Linked DNA regions of Mus musculus: region 1 is linked to region 2. Evidence: chromatin contacts called from public ChIA-PET data. All regions are on one chromosome and are shown on one strand. Each heading gives the region's core, a stretch centred on a gene start, on an enhancer-like site or on the middle of the called end of the contact. The rest is flanking DNA. Distances are from core to core; before and after follow the strand shown. Region 1 overlaps Samd12 (sterile alpha motif domain containing 12). Region 2 has its middle 41 kb from the start of Ext1.

Evidence for each region. ChIA-PET counts read pairs in DNA pulled down with a chosen protein or histone mark.
Region 1: a contact with region 2 is called in an REV-ERBa ChIA-PET map of liver, with 6 times the contacts expected there. The contact joins two enhancer-like sites. A contact is called at or near these places in 2 of 15 datasets of contacts at CTCF or cohesin (the NIH/3T3 cell line and large pre-B cells), 6 of 484 Hi-C or Micro-C datasets (B cells, bone marrow-derived macrophages, epidermal suprabasal cells and 2 more) and 2 of 115 datasets of contacts at active chromatin or transcription factors (liver and pancreatic cancer cells).

The regions. Positions count from the first base shown.
Region 1 is chr15:53,678,737-53,681,736 of GRCm38.p6, forward strand. The region is part of intron 3 of Samd12 (sterile alpha motif domain containing 12); the gene reads right to left. Among named protein-coding and RNA genes, the nearest start is that of Mir28c, 66 kb to the left of the region's middle. Within about 2 kb of position 1,540, at least 12 of the 459 cell types and tissues checked have an H3K27ac peak or open chromatin away from gene starts, as enhancers often do. A contact at or near this core is called in liver, where this site is marked.
Region 2 is chr15:53,385,586-53,388,438 of GRCm38.p6, forward strand. No RefSeq gene overlaps it. Among named protein-coding and RNA genes, the nearest start is that of Ext1, 41 kb to the left of the region's middle. Within about 2 kb of position 1,391, at least 11 of the 459 cell types and tissues checked have an H3K27ac peak or open chromatin away from gene starts, as enhancers often do. A contact at or near this core is called in liver, where this site is marked.

The DNA of each region.
Region 1 (3,000 bases), core at 290-2,789, 290 kb after region 2:
TGTCTTCTCCACAATTGAAATGAGCTTGCGTTTACAATGGAAATGTCACTCTTTGTATGCAGAGCAGTGGAGCATAGCAGAACACATGCCTTCAGCAAAAAAAATATCTGTAAATCAACACACACTGCACTGTGGTGTGGCTGTAAGAACATGTACCCTCACAAGTCAGGAGACAGCCCTGTCAAAGGAAGGGCTTGTTCCAATGAATACTGATCAGCTGCTAAAAACAGAACAGAGATTGAGAAAACATCTTATAACTGATAAATGTATTGCTCCCATAACATCAACAGCTTGAATTCAATGAAAACTGTATTGGTTAAATTAAGTCCTCTACATAAAGATGTCAAATGTTACAACTTCACTATTACAGTGAAGAATAGCTTTGGAATGTGCCTAAACTGAAGAACAGGAGACACCATCTTTGGAATGACTTTACAGAATTGTTATGTCTGAAATCATAAATCTCTAATGGAACATCAGATCTTGTTTGTTTGGGGTTGGATTTTACAGTGGCAGGCCATCCTGATTCAAGGCATCTTGAACCATTTCTGTAATTTGCCTCTAACAGAAGCAATATAACTGAAAGGAATGCTCCTAGTCCCCTCCCCTATTTATAAAAAGAAATGGGGTGCTGCTGAAAGTTAGAATTTATCACACTTCATTCAGGTTATTATTGATAGCAAGGTAATGGTCTTCCTGGTTTCTTTTGCTTTGGATCCCATGTCTCATTTCTGGATTGTAATATTACATTTCTGAGGTTTACCTAAAATATGACAACATTTAAAATTTATAAGGACATGCAAATTAGATCTATAAGAACTCGACTTTTAAATGAGTTATGCCATGCTATCAGTTGTGAGCACATACCTTCCAAGAATATGGAGACTGATAACATGTCCACCAGATGTGTTTCACCTTGAGGTTCGTTCCATTTATAGAATATGTCCTTGCCACTTAGAAATGTACCTCCATGATCTTTCAGTCCAAGTTTTAAGTAAGTTTTTCCTTGAGCTAGTTTTACATTTCCTTGATTTCTTCTTTATAAATTATGTTTTTGATATATAAAACTACACTTTTTTGTCTTTTCATGTGAAACAACATATGTTTTCAAGATGAAGTTCTAAACAGTCTATTCTATTTAATTATGAAAACCTAGGCAACATATGGGAGTCACAGGGGAGGAAGGGCGACAGAAAGAAATAATTCAGTCTTACAAAACCAGTGAAATTAGACATAGAAAAGGCTTATTAGGTCATCTATCAAAGAAAGCTCAGATTGAATATGCCAGAGAGGTCGGGTCACCCGAGGTACCTCTAATCTTCTCATAGAGGAAGTAAAAGCGAACAGTTAAGGAGCAGAACCCTTAATCAAAGGCAAGTCCTCATAGATCAAAATATCAGAGAGAAATATGTAAGACACCAAGGCAAGGCAAATAGAGAAACCGCACTGACACATCAAGGAGACAGAAGCATAGATGAATGTTTCCTAGCTCAATAGGCCAGTCATGTATAATAACCACACTGGCAAAATGCCCAGGGATCAAGGGCACTCTGACAGTCAAACAAGCCAGAGGGTCAAAGGCCATGGAGTGTCACGATGTGTGTAAAACCTGGCCCTTTTATCTATGGAATGTCACAGATCCCTTAGCAATCTCTGGTCCTGATTTTCATCCAGTAAAAAGCAACATGTAGAAGCAGATGTTGAGTGTATACTGGGAAGGACATAGGAGGTAAGAGTCTCTGTGCTGATAAAGGACAGAGCAGTGTGGCTGGTGTTTGCCAAGGTAATCAGAGCAGAACTACCCAGCAACACTGTCTTCACATGGTACCCAATGACCTGTAATGACAAAATCCTTGGATAAAGCAAAGTCTTGTTGATCTCTTATTGCTTTTCTTCACTAAAGATATTGATAATAATATCAATATCTTACTAGCATCTTAAACAGAGACAACTGCAGGGTTACACGATTAGATGGGGAACAATGTTCTAGTGAATAGTATCTAAAACCGTACCACAATCCCTGTCAAGCATCCACCTCCAGGTCCTGCTCTGTGAACTGGGGACTGAGCTTTGCTCATGATTGATCACATCTGTCCACAGTAACACTGAAGCCAGCAGCTGCCTGTGTCAGGATCCCAGCAGCTAACCAAGAGTCTGCCCCAAGAATTCAAGAGTACTTGCCAATTTTAGCCAGGTCACTGTTGCAACTGAACTAATAAAAGACAAAAGGAAGGGCAGAGGGGAAGCCATCCTAATATATTGAGCAAACCAGGGTACAACTCTCAATGGAAATAGGGAACAGTGTCTTCAATCCTTCTAAAATCCTGTGAATAAGTTTTGCATGTATAAAATAATTAATAGAATTTTTTTTAAAGCTGAAGAATAGGAGTTTAGCAGTAAAATGCTTCAGAATTAATGGGCGAACATTGAAGACTACATACATTAAGTTGTCTTCTCCCAAGTTTTTATATGTTAAAAAAATAACAAAAAGAAAGAATACTAGTAGTTTTTATTTAATAATGTTATAAAAAAGTGAGGAATAAATAAGAAGTTTTATATCTGTATACACTTAGAACCTGCCATTCAGGAAGGCCCTAGGAAGAGTGGCTACCATCAAACTAAAAACAAATGAAAATTACCAAGGAAGAAATTTCTTAAAATGAATTGTGAATATTAAGACAAAATGAAGTGATAGGGTAAATTGTAATGATTGGGACTCTCAGGCCTACCTTGACTTAATATGATGAAGGACATCAGAAAAGTGAGAGGAATTAGGGAATCCTGGGGTGGTAGAAACAACCTATATTCTCAGAGAAGAACCATAAACTTGCTCTTCAGCCATGTGTTTCTTAATGACAGCACTGTTTCCTTGTTATTCTAACATAGGCAATACACTTAAGTTTTATGAAATTAAGTCTCAAGATGATGCTGTTTGAGTTTTAATATTATCATGCTCATTATTCTGTGACTTTCTTAGATCAATGTTCTGCTGGTTTTTTT
Region 2 (2,853 bases), core at 141-2,640:
TACTTATTGGGTGAGTGTTTTGCTCCTCGGTTTCTGTTGCCCATTCTGGTTTTTAGGAAGATATAGTGGCTGTGTGTCAGCTCCTAGGGAGTCCTCACAATTTTCTAGATGTGCCACCTAGAGGTTGCAGGAAAAATGTGTTCCTAGGTATTTGGAGCTGAAATATGGATGGGCTGTAGTGGAGGTTGCTAAGAAGGTCCACAGGAGGATGGAAGGCAGGGTGTGCTATCAGAACCTGCTTAGTTCCCTGGAATGGGGGCAGAGAGTGAGGAGAGGCCACGGTAGGTAGCCTGCTTCAGAGCTAGGATAATGCTGTGGAGATGGATTTGGAGGGGAGGAAGTAAAGATTTGAAGCTCACCTACCTGCTTTGCAGGCCTAGCTGCTTCTCTGGCAAGCTTGCCTGGGGAATTCCCAGGGGATGCCTGCTGGAGTTGGGTATTGAATGAATGGGTGGGGGATGGGTGGGGTGGAAATCTGGAGAAGAGCTACATGATCTACTGAAGTTAGGGACAGAGAGGAGGGGGAGACCACAGTAGATGGTCTGCTACAGAGTTAGGGCTAAGACAAGCAATTGGATTTAGAGGGGAAGAGGGAGAGGAGAAGGGTCACAGTTAGGCTACCTGCTAACTTGGTTGGAGTGGCCTGCCGGTTTCTAGGGCACTTAAAGAGGTGGTGGGTCACACCTTTAATGCCAGCACTCAGGAGGCAGAGGCAGTTGGATGTCTATGAATCCAAGACCAGCCTGGTCTACAGATAGAATTCCAGGACATCCAAGGCTTCTCAGAGAAATCCTGCTCAACAAACAAACAAACAAACAAACAAGATTCTTACAAACACCTGGAGTTGATAAACCCTAACATATGATTAGGAAAGGTTTTCTGTTCATTCTCAGGAGAGGGCTTTGCAACTCTCCTAGAACTTTGAACCTCTTGTTTCCACTGCCAAAGCTAACAAATGTTAGAATCAGACTCCGACTCCTCAACAGTGTATAAGTCATGTACTGAGATGACATAACCTTTTTAAGAATCAATTTCAACATTGATTTTGCATTCAAACCCTACTTTCATCTCCACAAAGACCATCTATTTCTGTATCATTCTCTCTGAAAAGGTGCCACTTGCCTTCTGTCATTCAATTCCCTTCAATCCTTCAATCCCTAGTCATCTCCGTGAGCATCCCTAATGATTACTTCCGGCCATACTCACAGCCATATTCTTCATATCTATGGAGTGCTTGATTTACTTACTGCAGAGCTTGTGCTAGGACTGACTGGAACACAGTGGTGAGTTGCACAATTTAGATCAATGCTCACTTCTAGTCCAACAGAACAGAGTGTTTGCTTCCTGTTTCTGCAACGAGTTCATGTATTCTTGTTTTAATCCTAACAATAGGTCACTGGCATGAATATCTGGCTGTCTTAGTGCAGCTAAACTCTTTGATGGGTGTGGCCATTCCTGTGTTGTACATTTGTGAAATCTATAATACAAGGCAATGGATTGAGCCTTTTGATGACTATCTACTTCTGTATATAAGTGAGTAATATCCTGTGTCATAAGAGATGGCGAGATAGAAAGACGAATGAGGGAAGAAGAGATACGTTTAGACCTGGACTGCCAGGAGCACAGATTGTAGATTTATTCAAATAATGAATAATGATACTGAATAAGGCGCAGGTACGAGCTAGGGCCTGCTGACTGCCAAACTCACCGAGGAAGTGTGATGGTGAACCACTAATGACTGAATGAGTCAGCTCACCCTAACTTGTTTAAGCGGATCCATGTCATGACAATGACATCATGAAGTTTATAACATTAAAATGAGTTTCCACAGGTTGATTCTCTGATTTATTGGGACTTACCTGGGCTGTGTCGAATGGACACATGGCAGCTAAATGCTACAAAGGGTGGGTTCTCTTCATTTATAGTAACTGTGTATTGCAGAATTTGTTCCCAGTATTAGTTACTTTGCATACTAAGTCAATTTGCATAAATGGTTTTGCAATATATAAAATCCATATGACTGTGGGATTAGTTATGTAAAAACCCCAAGTCAGTTTAAGTAAACATTTTTTTTTTTTTGCACAAATGTTAAAATTATTTGATTAAATCCTGGAGAGATGGCCCAGCAGTTAAGAGTTCATACTGCTCTTGCAGAGGATCTCAGCTTGCTTCCCATAACACATATCAGGTAGTTCACCATTGCTTTCAACTCCAGCTCCTGGGGATGAAATAAATCTGGCCTCCCAGGCACCTGTACTCGTGAGGACAGACCACAGCAGATCCATACACACACACCTTATTAAAAATAAAATAAATGGCTTTTAAAAATCGAAAATAGATTTTTTTTTTATATTCTGAATTTGGTTTTCCCTTCCTGAACTTCTCCCAGATCTTCTCCAACTCTCCACCCAACCCAAATCTACACCATTTCTTTCCCTGTCTCAATAGAGTAGAAATGGGCATAGAATATAATATGATATAATATCTAATCAAACTGGGATAGAATAAAACGAACAAATTACCAAGAGAAAAAGAGCCAAAGAAAAAGTACAGAAAATTATAGGACTGGAGAGATGGTTCAGAGGTTAAGAGCACTGATTGCTCTCCCAAAGGTCCCGAGTTCAATTCCCAACAACCACATGGTGGCTCACAACATCTGTAATGGATCCAATAGCCTCTTCTGATGTATTTGAAGAAAGTGACAGTGTACTCACATACATAAAATAAATAAATCTTTAAAAAAATACTTATAGATGCAAAGATACACACTTTTGCATACACAGAAATCCCATAAAAACACAAGATCGAAAATATATGCAAAAGACCTGTAAGAGAGAGAAAAAAAAAAACCAG